2 separate regions of the Anser cygnoides genome follow, and region 2 is linked to region 1. Evidence: chromatin contacts called from public Hi-C data. All regions are on one chromosome and are shown on one strand. The core of a region is the stretch at or near the end of the contact, and the rest is flanking DNA. Distances in the headings are between cores, read along the strand shown. Region 1 holds the start of ADAP1 (ArfGAP with dual PH domains 1). Region 2 overlaps DNAAF5 (dynein axonemal assembly factor 5).

Evidence for each region. A called contact is a pair of places that touch in the nucleus more often than the background predicts.
Region 2: a contact with region 1 is called in a Hi-C map of liver, with 2.2 times the contacts expected there. The contact joins the enhancer-like site here to the promoter of ADAP1 in region 1. A contact is called at or near these places in 3 of 7 Hi-C or Micro-C datasets (granulosa cells and liver).

What each region holds. Positions count from the first base shown.
Region 1 is chr15:6,206,714-6,212,321 of Taihu_goose_T2T_genome, reverse strand. ADAP1 (ArfGAP with dual PH domains 1) reads right to left here and starts at 3,361. Exons shown (of 12, transcript XM_048063642.2): 1 at 1-3,361. COX19 (cytochrome c oxidase assembly factor COX19) reads right to left here and starts at 5,153. Exons shown (of 3, transcript XM_066977484.1): 1 at 4,974-5,153; 2 at 4,728-4,839; 3 at 3,532-4,070. The coding sequence starts at 5,136. The coding sequence ends at 3,983.
Region 2 is chr15:6,331,709-6,337,316 of Taihu_goose_T2T_genome, reverse strand. DNAAF5 (dynein axonemal assembly factor 5) reads left to right here. Exons shown (of 13, transcript XM_066977469.1): 10 at 3,655-3,805; 11 at 5,116-5,272. Among named protein-coding and RNA genes, the nearest start is that of SUN1, 11 kb to the right of the region's middle. Within about 2 kb of position 3,331, at least 1 of the 3 cell types and tissues checked has open chromatin away from gene starts, as enhancers often do.

The sequences.
Region 1 (5,608 bases), core at 2,112-4,611:
CTGCCAGGGAGCAGGTGCAGCAACAGCACGGTAACAACCCTTCCCTACCACAGCAGCACCACCTCATCATGCTTGTACGCAGGACTTTGGACCATGGCTCGTTTCCAGCACAACCACAGGAGGCTCTCTTTGTATAGGCTTTTTTTTTTTTAAAGGAACTCGCAGAGCCTTGGAAATGTTTATTAAACCCTTTCTTCCTTGTTCTGCAATTCATTGCCATTGTTTGGAGATACACCTAAAGCTCAAGGTCTCCCAGGAAGACGTAAGGAGGGCTGGCTTGCAGCAATGTTCTCTTTCTGTAAATAACTGCAGCGATCAAGGTTAAACTCTGTGGTTGAATTGATTCTAATCTGAACAAAGAAAGGCAGTATGTGCTCTAAGTGCCAACACGCAAAGCTCTGCTGACCTGGAGCCCTCTGGGGATTCCCTGGGACACGATCCCAAGCAGCAGAGTGCCTCCTTATTGTGTGAGGTGGTTTGGCTGAAAAAGAGCTACAGGAAAGACTATTACAGCCCCCTCACTTATTGATTTCTATTGTTGTGTTAGCAGCTCACAGAGATCTTCACGGCAAGATAGTCAACGCCTCCTCCTGCTCTGGGCTCTCCCTTCCACACCTGTACAACTACAACCAGACCGGCAGTTTGTACATTAAGCCGAGAAGAATCTCATTTTGCAGCTGTTTGCATTTCTCCAAGTCCCAGGGTCTGTCAGCAGGGGGTGCTTCACGGCAGCCTTTGGCAGGCAGCACTGGTGCAGGCAGGGACGTTCACCCACTTCTCGTGAAGATGAATGCACTTGTGTGGGCCTTACCTTGCTCCTGGTACCACACGTAGCACAGCAGCTCGTTAACTCCAAACAGCTACATAAAGAAATCAGCTCCCAAACAACGCTGCCTACCCTGTACCACACACGCCTGAGCCTCAGCTCACCGTTTCCAGAATAAACTTACCCGGCCCGGTGTCAGCTTCTGGAGAGCTTCCTCCTTGGTACGGGAACAGGAAAACTTACCTACAAACGTACGACTTTCCTTTGGCTTAAAACACTGCTGTCATTTAAAAGAACAAACCTGGATCCCACAAGCAAAGCTAAAATAAACAGGTTTTAGTGAAAGGTTTTAATTAATGACCCATGTGTTGGCAGGAATAAATTAAAGAGCATTCCGGGAACTTCTTCCAAATGACTCCGGTGTTGCAGGCACATGTCCCCAGAGCAAGTTGGAATTGTTTGACCCCAGGCTGTGCACTGATTAATGACCTGTTTTTCCATCGCTTCTTAGTTGCATTAGATCTCAATCAAGACCAACTGATAGCCCCCTCCTGCTTTGAACTTGTCACACAATTCCACTGAACACATTATCTTCTCCAGTTAATGCCCTACAGCTAGAAAATACGTGTCTGTCAGCTCCCTGAGTTTTCAGCTATCCGCTCACAGCCCTTGGTCTCGTCCTGGTGCAAAAGGGCCAGCGCCATGAAGCTGACTCACCGTGCTGGGAGATGGGATGAAATCTACTCGTGGATCTACACAGGGCAATGTTTTCTTCAGAGTGGTGAAAGGTGCAAAATTCCCACCCCGGTGTTCCCCGTCAGGATGGCAATTACTACTTCTGTAGTTATTTTGCGAAGGATGGAGCACACTCTGCCCGTTTTGGTGGCTCAGCAGCAGTCAGCCCGTGCTACGTGGGGTCCTGCTGGCTACATCACCAGGACACTACGGGAAGGCTCCAGGCCTACAAGCAGCACCCAGCACTGTTGGGTTTGGCATGGCACGCAGTTTTGGGGAACTACCTTTGTTCCCACCAGCCCTCCTGCAATGGGTCCAAAACTGAGGCCTTGGACACTATTAAAAAAAAAAAAAGAGGCTCCTCTCTCAGCACGTCATCTCAGTTCATTCAAACAGCAGCTATCACTCCAGCTCAGCAGCCGAAATTCAGTCAGACAAGACTTGAAAAACATTACCCCTCTTACTCTGCAGTAACCTGGACGACAGCATCAACTTTCCCAGGAAAAACCTGGGCTGAAATCGTGAAGTAACTGTTGGGTCACATCAGCGTGCAGAGCGACACAGAGAGATGTAACGACCACTGAGAACACCCTGAATGACTCCACCACCACTGGTGGGTTTTCAATCCCTTGTAGGTATAAACGTCACTTCATAATAATTAAGGATCATGGAAGCGTGAAATTTGATTTCTTTCTTCTGAAGATGCAGGAGATTATTTTAATAATTCTTACTCAGTATCACCAACAGAAAGCTCTTGTTCAGTGGTTTAATATAAAGCCTTTTAATATCTGTTTCAGCAATAAAATCTCTGCTTTCTATAAATGTACTAATATCACCAGAAGATACAATTTAACCAGTGGAATGAAGCAGAATAAAAATATGCAGCAGGGACCGAACATTCTTTTCAAATGGGGACCTGCTCTGAACTATCTGTAGTCTGTTCAACCAGATTAGACCCAAGCAACAATTTAAATCTCATCTCCACCCCTCAATATGAAGAGCAGAAAATATTCCTTCACCCTTTCCTGGATGTCTAGGAACACAGAGATGCAGAGAGAGGAGCAGAACCAAAAAGAGTAGAAACAGAGCATAGAAATGGCAGGATGGATCAAACAGAGGACACCAAATAAAGGAGAGCGTAAAACTGCCTTGGCAAACCGTGTGCGCGTCCCTATCTGCAGGCCCTGCCCCTAAACCTTGCTGTTGGGAGAGCAAGATACAGAAAGAAATGATTTGATGGGTTTAAAACAAACAAACAAAAAGGGTGTGGTCTGGAAAGACAGTGAAAATACATCCAGAAGATTTGTGAATCTATTGACTGCCTGAAACACATTTCCAGGGGAGCTAACAGGCCAAGTTATTTTGGCCTAAACTCAGTATCAATTAAGAAAGACTCATTTGCATTAAAAATAGTATTAGCTCTGATAATTTATGGTAAGTTGTACAAACACCTTCAAGGGATCTCAAAGCCATACTCAGATGTGATTTAAAATCTACCGTACAGGCTGGTGCATCGCATTCTCAAAGTAAGGGCTGCACCTATGTGTTTTGGAATGAAATACTCTATTTCCTAGATAAATAGCTTCAATCTATTTAAGATTTTTTGTTTGGTTTTGACATAACTCATGTTTTTAAAAGAAAAAGTCCAGCCACATTTATAAGTACAACTCACGTTTACTTCGAAGACTAATAAGCATCATTGCCATCTGCACTCCGATGACCGACGGATGTGAAAAAGCATACGGCAGCTCTGAGTGAAGAAATGAAGATGCACATAATGAACACCTGCTGGTTAAGTGATGAAGTAAAGTTAGGTGAACATTGTTGGCACAGCAAAAAAAAGCAAAATCACTACTGGCGACCCAACTACAGACTCGTGTCTGGAATTACAAATAATCTGCCAACAGCAATGAAGGTAAGAAGACTGGAAGAAAGACCCACAAAAAACAAACCCAAGTATTTTCTATAGCTGGGTGAGAAGGAGATCAGCCTAAAGGTAGGAATTAATTCCAGTATTTAATAAAAAGCAATTTGCAAGTACCACAACAGCTTTATTTCCACCTGACAAGTAACTGCTGTAAGCATACTAGTAACACCACATGTAAGACTACAGTTCGAGATCTACACAATAAAGGTGGGGGGTTTTGTTTGTTTGCTTTTGTTTTTTAAAAACAAGAGTTTACTGTTTTTGCAGAGGCGTGGAGAACACTTCAGGCAGCAGTTGTTTTCTCCCAGGTAAAGTTCTCATGGATCTTCAAGAGTAGACTAGAGAATTTAAAAGAAAAAAAGCTAAGAAATACTTCAGGAAAGTAAACAAAGGCAGTCCTTTCCGAAGTGAGCAAAATGTTATTTTAGGAAAGAATATTTTGGAAGAAAGGTTCCGTCACGAAACACTTCCTATTGCAATACGCACAGAAGTACAATATGTACTACGTAAGAGTTGTGCTTTCCATACACGAAGAGCAAAGTTGTCTTTCTTCATTATGACTTCTCAGGTTTTGCTTCTGATTTCTCATCTATCAGATCTTTAAATCCCAATTTTTCCAGTGGTTCGTTAGCCATAAGTTGCCTAAGTTAAAAACAACAGAACAAAAACGTTTTGCAGAACACAGTCTGTAACCAAGAGAACAACAGCATTTTCTATTTCACTTCGTGTTATTTCCTGTAAAGAAATCCAAGACATCTGTAGAGTGACTGTCACTTGGCAAAGCCTCAGAAACCTCAGTCTGGGGAAAGCAACATTCACACACATACACATATATACGTATATATATACACATACACACACAATCGGAAAATTGCTGTTAAAATGAGTGTGTTGTTGTCTTCTGATATTAGATATTGAAAGAGTTTTCTCAGAAGCTGACCTTTTGGTTAACTTAATTAACAGACTCTGTAAGAGCTTACTAAGATTCTACTTGTGTCATTTACTGCATTTCTAAGCGAACGTGGTTTACAACATCGGTGGTGCTATTATACTTTGCTGCTGTGCTTTTCCCGTTTGGGTTTGCAGCCTCACCACCTGCCCATGCAATACCCGGGTATCTCAGCGCCCTTAGTAACACCCCCGTCCGTTTCCCGAAGGGCGCCCAGCCTCACCACAGAGCAGAACCCACTGCAAATCAAAGCCAGAACGGCGACACCCCTTTAAAAACCAAAGGGCGCCGCGGTGGGGCCGGGGGGAAGGGGCAGCCGCCCCCCCCCGCGGGAGCCCCCCGTTACTTGCCTCTCCATGCGGCACTGCAGGTAGGCCATGGAGAGCTCTCGGCAGGCACCGCTCTGGAAGCCGCTGCGGCGGAGGCACTCCATGAAGAGCTCCTTGGAGGCGCTGCACTCCCCTGCAACACAGCCACGGCCGCGCTCACCGCGGGCCCGGCGCGGCGGGGCCAGGCTGAGGCCCGGCGCTAGGCCGCGGGGGTAGGCCTGAGGCCCGTGGCCAGGCCGCGGGGAGGGCAGGCCCGCCGTAGCGCACCGAAATGGTCCAGGGGGAAGGCTCCTTTGTCCGGGGGGCGCGGCTTGAAGCTCTTGGCGCCGAAGTTCATGGCGGTGGACATGGTGCGAGCGGCACCGGACCGGGACCGAGCCGAGAACCGGGACCGGGCCGGGCCTGCGCCGCTATGGAGCGCCGAGCGCATCGAGCGGGCCACGTGACCGCGGAAGGCCGGTCCCCGTTGCTATGGAAACGGCATCGCCATGGCAACCGCGGCGCCACCCGCGCGGGTCGTCATGGAGACCGTGCCGCCGGCCGCCATGTTGGCTGGGCCCCCCGAGGGGGCGGGAAGGGCAGGCCGGTGGTGCTCCCTGCGGCCGGGGCCTGACGCGCCTCATTGAAATAAAGTGTTTTGTTCTCCTGAAGCTGTTGTTGTTGTCATAAATCGCCCCCCATCGGGGGGAGCACTGGTCATGGGGAAGCTGCCTATAGAAGGAGGGGAGGAGGGTGGAGATGGTTTATTTTAAAATACATTTGTTCATTTGTAAACAAATGGAAAAAGAACAAAACTCTGAGACCAGCACCAACAAATGTGTTTATGGGAGAACCGGTACCCCTGCTCCTGCCTATGAGCCGCCTTGGCCAGGCCTGGCTGAGACAGGGCCCCAGGCGGGACG
Region 2 (5,608 bases), core at 2,082-4,581, 130 kb before region 1:
TTTTTAGATTTATATTTAGTATATTACAGGCCTCCATCCCATAATGGGGGGTGAAGGGTAGCGGAGGGAATGGGCAGAAGAACCCTCCTGTTTACCCTTCAGTGGGGTTCCACATAAGCTGAAGAAACTCTGCTAACACATCCCCTAATAGTTTCTGAGCTAGTATGAAAGAGGTAATGTAATGAAGCTGTCCTTTTTTAACTGAAAGCTTTTGTGCTATTATTTGTTGTTATCTGTTTACGTATTTTTGGGATCCAATATTCAAATCCTTATCAGGTGTCAGATGCAGTTATTTGGTATCCTGCTCTTTCAGCTCAAAAATAACATTACAGCTTACAGCAGAATAGAATTTGAAGACTGGGGGTTTAATTCTGTGTTCTGCCTCTCATTTTGGTCTATGGAAAGCATCCAAGCAGTATGACAGGTACATTACATAGCGTGCTACATAGTCCTGACTCTCTTAGGGCACACAGGTACTGCTGGTAGAGAGAGATTGCCAGTGGAGGACCACAAGGTAAATTTCAAGCAGTATTATTTTATTTGAGCAAGAGTCAAAGTAAATAGGATGAATAAAAAATCTTTTCTGTGCAACTCAGTCATTTGTATAAATAATGGAACCAAAGGAGGGAAGAAGAAAACAAACCCGCTGTGCTATTAGCTTCACTTGGATTCACAAAAAAGGGCAATTACCATTGGAAAAAATAGAAGAATATGTTTCAAAGTAGTGTACTCAGCAAATAGGGCCACACATCACACTGCCTGTCCACAGATAGCCGTGATGGAAGTTGCTTAGCTCCGGGCAGTGTGAGTGAATGACCTTTTGTCAAGATTAGATACATCCAGTAAGGTTAATAGATCTGTTTGTACCAAGAATGATTCCTGGCTAAGAATGGCCCACCATAGCTCATAATGAGTCTCTGTCCTCTGAGAACAAGAGCAAAGCAATGAATTTTACCAGTAGGTTTATCTTCAGAAACTGAAAAGCAGTAGAGGGAGTGAAATGGTGCTTTGAAGTTTTGATCTTACTTCCCACTGTAAAATCAAATGTTTTACTGGAGGAAGTAACATATAAAGATTTTGCATTTAAATAGATGCTTACAAAATATTTTTGGAGTTTTTGGTTTGTAAAAGCAAATCCAATTTTGTTTCAAATTACCTAGATTTAGGATACTAAGTTTGGGGAAAAGAACAACAACCAAACCACCAAACCACAAACACTAAAGCCAAGTGCAGCAGTGCCATGAAAGTAGAAAAGGAGCCAACCAAGAAAAAGAAATATAAAAAATACTTAAAATTTCATTCCATTTTAATTATATAAGTCCATAAAATGCAGTTGGTAATTTTAATGTAATTCCAAGGCTTGCCTTCTATATCTGCATAAGAACTACATATTGTTATATGCATAGATTACATTTTAGTTGTTTCCTATCCAGTTTAAAATAAAGTCTCAACTCACTGCATATAAATAGCACAAATATGTTCTTTCATGGAAATAGTTCACATTTAAAAGTAAATTACATAGATTTACAACAGTAAGATTTGAAAATGTAAAGAGGGAGAATTTAATTGCATTAGCAACAGCAAAAAATACATCTTAATGGTAATGAGAGATAGGGCAGTGAAGTAGTAATAAGTTTTGGCTACACAATCACATTCATTGCTGGTAGTAATTTGTTCAGCTCCTTAAAACATTTTAACAGTTTAGATAGGAAGGGTTTCAGTTATTATACTAAACACAGTTCTGTGGTCATCTAATTTTATTTGAGTCTGACGTTATTGTGTCAGATAACTGCCAAGTATTGCTTTACTGATTCTATTTCAAAGCAGTAGAACAAGACTTCTCACAAATAGCATAGCATTCTGGTTAACATAATACTGATGGAATAATACTGATGGAATTTACCTCTATGTTTTGACAGGTTGTTTTTCTTTACAGTTTAATAGAGGGCTTTATTAAGAACAGAAGCAGCTACTGATCAGATAGCCCAGAACTGCTTTGGAGCTGCTTTGGAATGATGGCGATCATTAGTTACATTTTTTCTGGCAACTTTTTGAATGGAAAATTATTCACTCAGGAATGTGTTTAAAATAGTAAATCTAAAGGTTTTTGACAAATTCAGATGTGTCTAATGGGACTTCAGATTTCTTGTTATTACTGAATCTTAAGTGCCATCTGCTGGACAAGAAGCAAGAACTAACTTTCTGAGACACTGCTCCTTTCTTTAGCCAGGTGACTAAGCAGCAGACAGGTACACATATTTTCATCATGTAGAAGATCAGAGGTTGTCAATTTTGTGTATGTGCAGTAGATAACAAAAGTCTGGCAGGCTAGCTAATCATACTTCAGTGACACAGTGTAACTGCAGTGGGGAAAGGGTAGTTAAAGGAAAGAAGTAAATACAATTACATTTGTGATTACATTGATATAATATTATTGTGGGAAATTTTACCATCGCTGGATGATTTTTTGTTAATTTTGTTTGTGTTTTTAAAAAAGAAGTTAAAAGGTACTTAGCAATAATTGTTTGTTGTCAACATCTGCCTGTTACATTCCTCCTGTGGCTTGGCACATCTCTGTGGGAGCCACTTACTCATCCTGGCATTGTAGGACTCTTAGAAAATCAGCAACAGCTTCTTCCCTTTCTGTCAAGCACTAGGGTGGTGATGTGCTGTTTTGCACTCAGGTGGCTGCAGTCCAGGTCTGCTGGAAGTCTGAATAGAGTGGGATGTGAGTCAAGGTAGATTTAGCCTGTTAATAGTCAATCTGTTTTGCACACTGCCAGCTGCTCTTTAAAGCACCGAGGCAAAGTGAATAACCAGAGCCGTAATTATCTACTGACAGGCCAGGCAGACATGGCTTTCTTAATGCAGAAAAGTCTTTTTAAACTTGTGTGTAAGATTTATATCTTTCTTTCTTAATTTAAAATTGTTTGAGATGAAATCAAATGGGTATGAGGGAATGTTGCCTCTTGCAATTTTTGATTCTTGCAACAGCTTTTAGTATTGTAACAACGCAGTCAATAGAGGATCAGGAAAAGACATCAGCAAAAATATCACAGATTTGTACGTTTGTAATGAAAGCAAACTGGTATTGGGACTGGCACCATTTAAAAATCCTACAGACCTCACATCCTTGAGGGAGACAAGTTTCTGAGCCAAGGGAAAGCTGAAGTATTCTGGGTAGACTCCCTGCAATATCAGTAGTTGTGGTCTCATCAGTAGCTTTCATACTTTTCACATTGTGAATACTTTTAATTGGACAGTCTCAAAGGGCCTTACAAATATTAATGAATCCTCACAGCATTCACATGGAGTGTTATCTCCACTTCACAGACGGAGAAAATGAGACAGAGAGAAGGTAAGTAGTTTACCAAGATAACACAGTGAGTCATGGGCATCGTCTGAAGTGGAAGAAAGTCTAGGCTCCCCTTCCCATGAATGTTAGGTATTTGTTTAAATATTGCCTTGAAAAATTAAGTTATGAAAGGCTTATCACATACATTATAATCATGTTGGCTTATAAGTTTTGTGTGTGGTTTTTTTTTTTCCCCTTTTCTGCTTGTTTCTATGACAGAAAATTCTCTTTTACATCCTGTCAGTCTCTTTACCACTTTCTCATGAACCTTTATTTTGTTTTCTTATTTTTGGCTCCAGGCTGTTCCCTAGCTACCTTGAGACTGTGATAAAAGACATGCTGGCTCCTAATCTGCAGTGGCATGCTGGAAGAACAGCAGCTGCCATCCGCACTACAGCTGTATCATGCCTTTGGGCTCTAATTCACTGTGAAACACTTTCACCAGAAGAGGTAAATTCTCTCTTTCTCATCAAGTGTACTTTGAAATCTTAGGCAGGAAAACAAAATAAATGCAAGGGAAAAAAAAAGAATAAATCCTTATTGTAAGTAGGATTTTCATATGGATGTATAGTTTTCGTAATAAAATTAATTGCAACTGAGTACTAATAACTGAAATGATCTGAAGTGAGGAGACGATGATATCCTGATAAAAGACCTGAGACCTGCTATATGGTATGCTGTAGAACTTGCCGTCATAAAATTTTGTAGATCTGTTCTAGCATAACACCGGTTCTGAGACACCAAACACTCAGGCCCTTGACATAACTGGCCCCTTAGCCAGTACGTGCAGAGCGGCACTGGAGCTAGCCAGTACATGCTTTTGTGTAATGTGGTGAAGACAACTTGTCTGGTTGCCTTGGAGCCCACAGGTCCATTTAGGAAAAAAATCTAAAAGATTCCTGGAAAGGGCAGGAGGAGCTGAGATGGAACTTGAAGGGTATCTATAGAAACTGAAATAGAGAGCTGGCAAGGAGTATGCTTAAAGAAATGTTAGGTGCTGTAGTGATCAAGGATTAATTGAATCTGAGGAGGTTTTAGAAGCTTGTTTGCTAGCAAAAATGGCATTTGTAAGGGAAAATGTTCAATGTAAGGACACTTAAAAACAAATGGACTTAAAATATTATTAAATGCTTATAGTCTTTATTGCCTTTATAACAGACCTTAATTGAACAGAATGCTTAAACACATGTAACTGGTTGATATCACATATACGAAAACAACATCAGAGACTACTGTTGTATTTAAATGTTTTTCTGAATCAGTGGGGGACCTAAATGGCCTTTTACATTAATGTATATGAAATGTACATATTAAAGTCAAATAATGAAACTCACTAAAAATGTTGTTTTAAAATAATCTTTATTTGAAAGCTTCCTTTTAGAATAAGAGCACCATCTACTGGTACATACACATAATCCTCATCTCCAAATTACTGAAAGTCTTGCCAAGATTTTTTTTTTAATAAAAAGACAAGCAAGTCTAACGCTTTTACAGATAATGTAAAACTCATGCATGTATACCGAGTATTCATGAAATGGCTGTTCTATTGGTGGATTTTCATTTCCCAAGCTTCCTTAGAGGCAAAAATGATGCTGTGTAATGTCAAGAGATTCAGGTATAATTATAGTTAACTTTATCTTTTTAAATTGTACAAGCCAGTATCTGTGAGATCAAATGACAACTGATGTAACCAATAAGCATATTGTTTTAGAGTGACTGAAAAGCTGTTGTTCTTCTTATGCTTTCCTTGTTAATTCTAGATCTTGAAAGTCAAAGATGCGCTAATGCCCCAAATTATTGCTGCCATGGATGAAGACTCTAAAATTAGTCGACTGATGGGTTGCTGTATTGTTGGTGTTTTTTTAAAAGTCTGTGGGAGGCAGTTTGATGAAGACCAGCTTACCAAGACTTACCCAGGTAAGTGTAAGAATTTAGGGGTTTGATGATGGAGGCATGTCTTCATATTGAAGAATTACACTTACTTTTTCTCCTGAAGTGTCATAGAAGCTTTGTTTGTAATGATAAAAAATCATTGTTCTGGAGCAGTTGGCAGATTTGCTGTGTAGCTTTAGGATTCACTCTTAAGGTTGTCCACCTCACCTGCAGTTTCATTGCAGCTGGTAGCGATGAAAGTACTAACACAGACTAGGAAATGACAGATCTGCTATGTCAAATGGCTTTAATCCTACATAAAGAGCAAAAAAGCCTTTAAACGTGTATTTGAGGTACAAACAGGTGTAGATTTCATGTTGA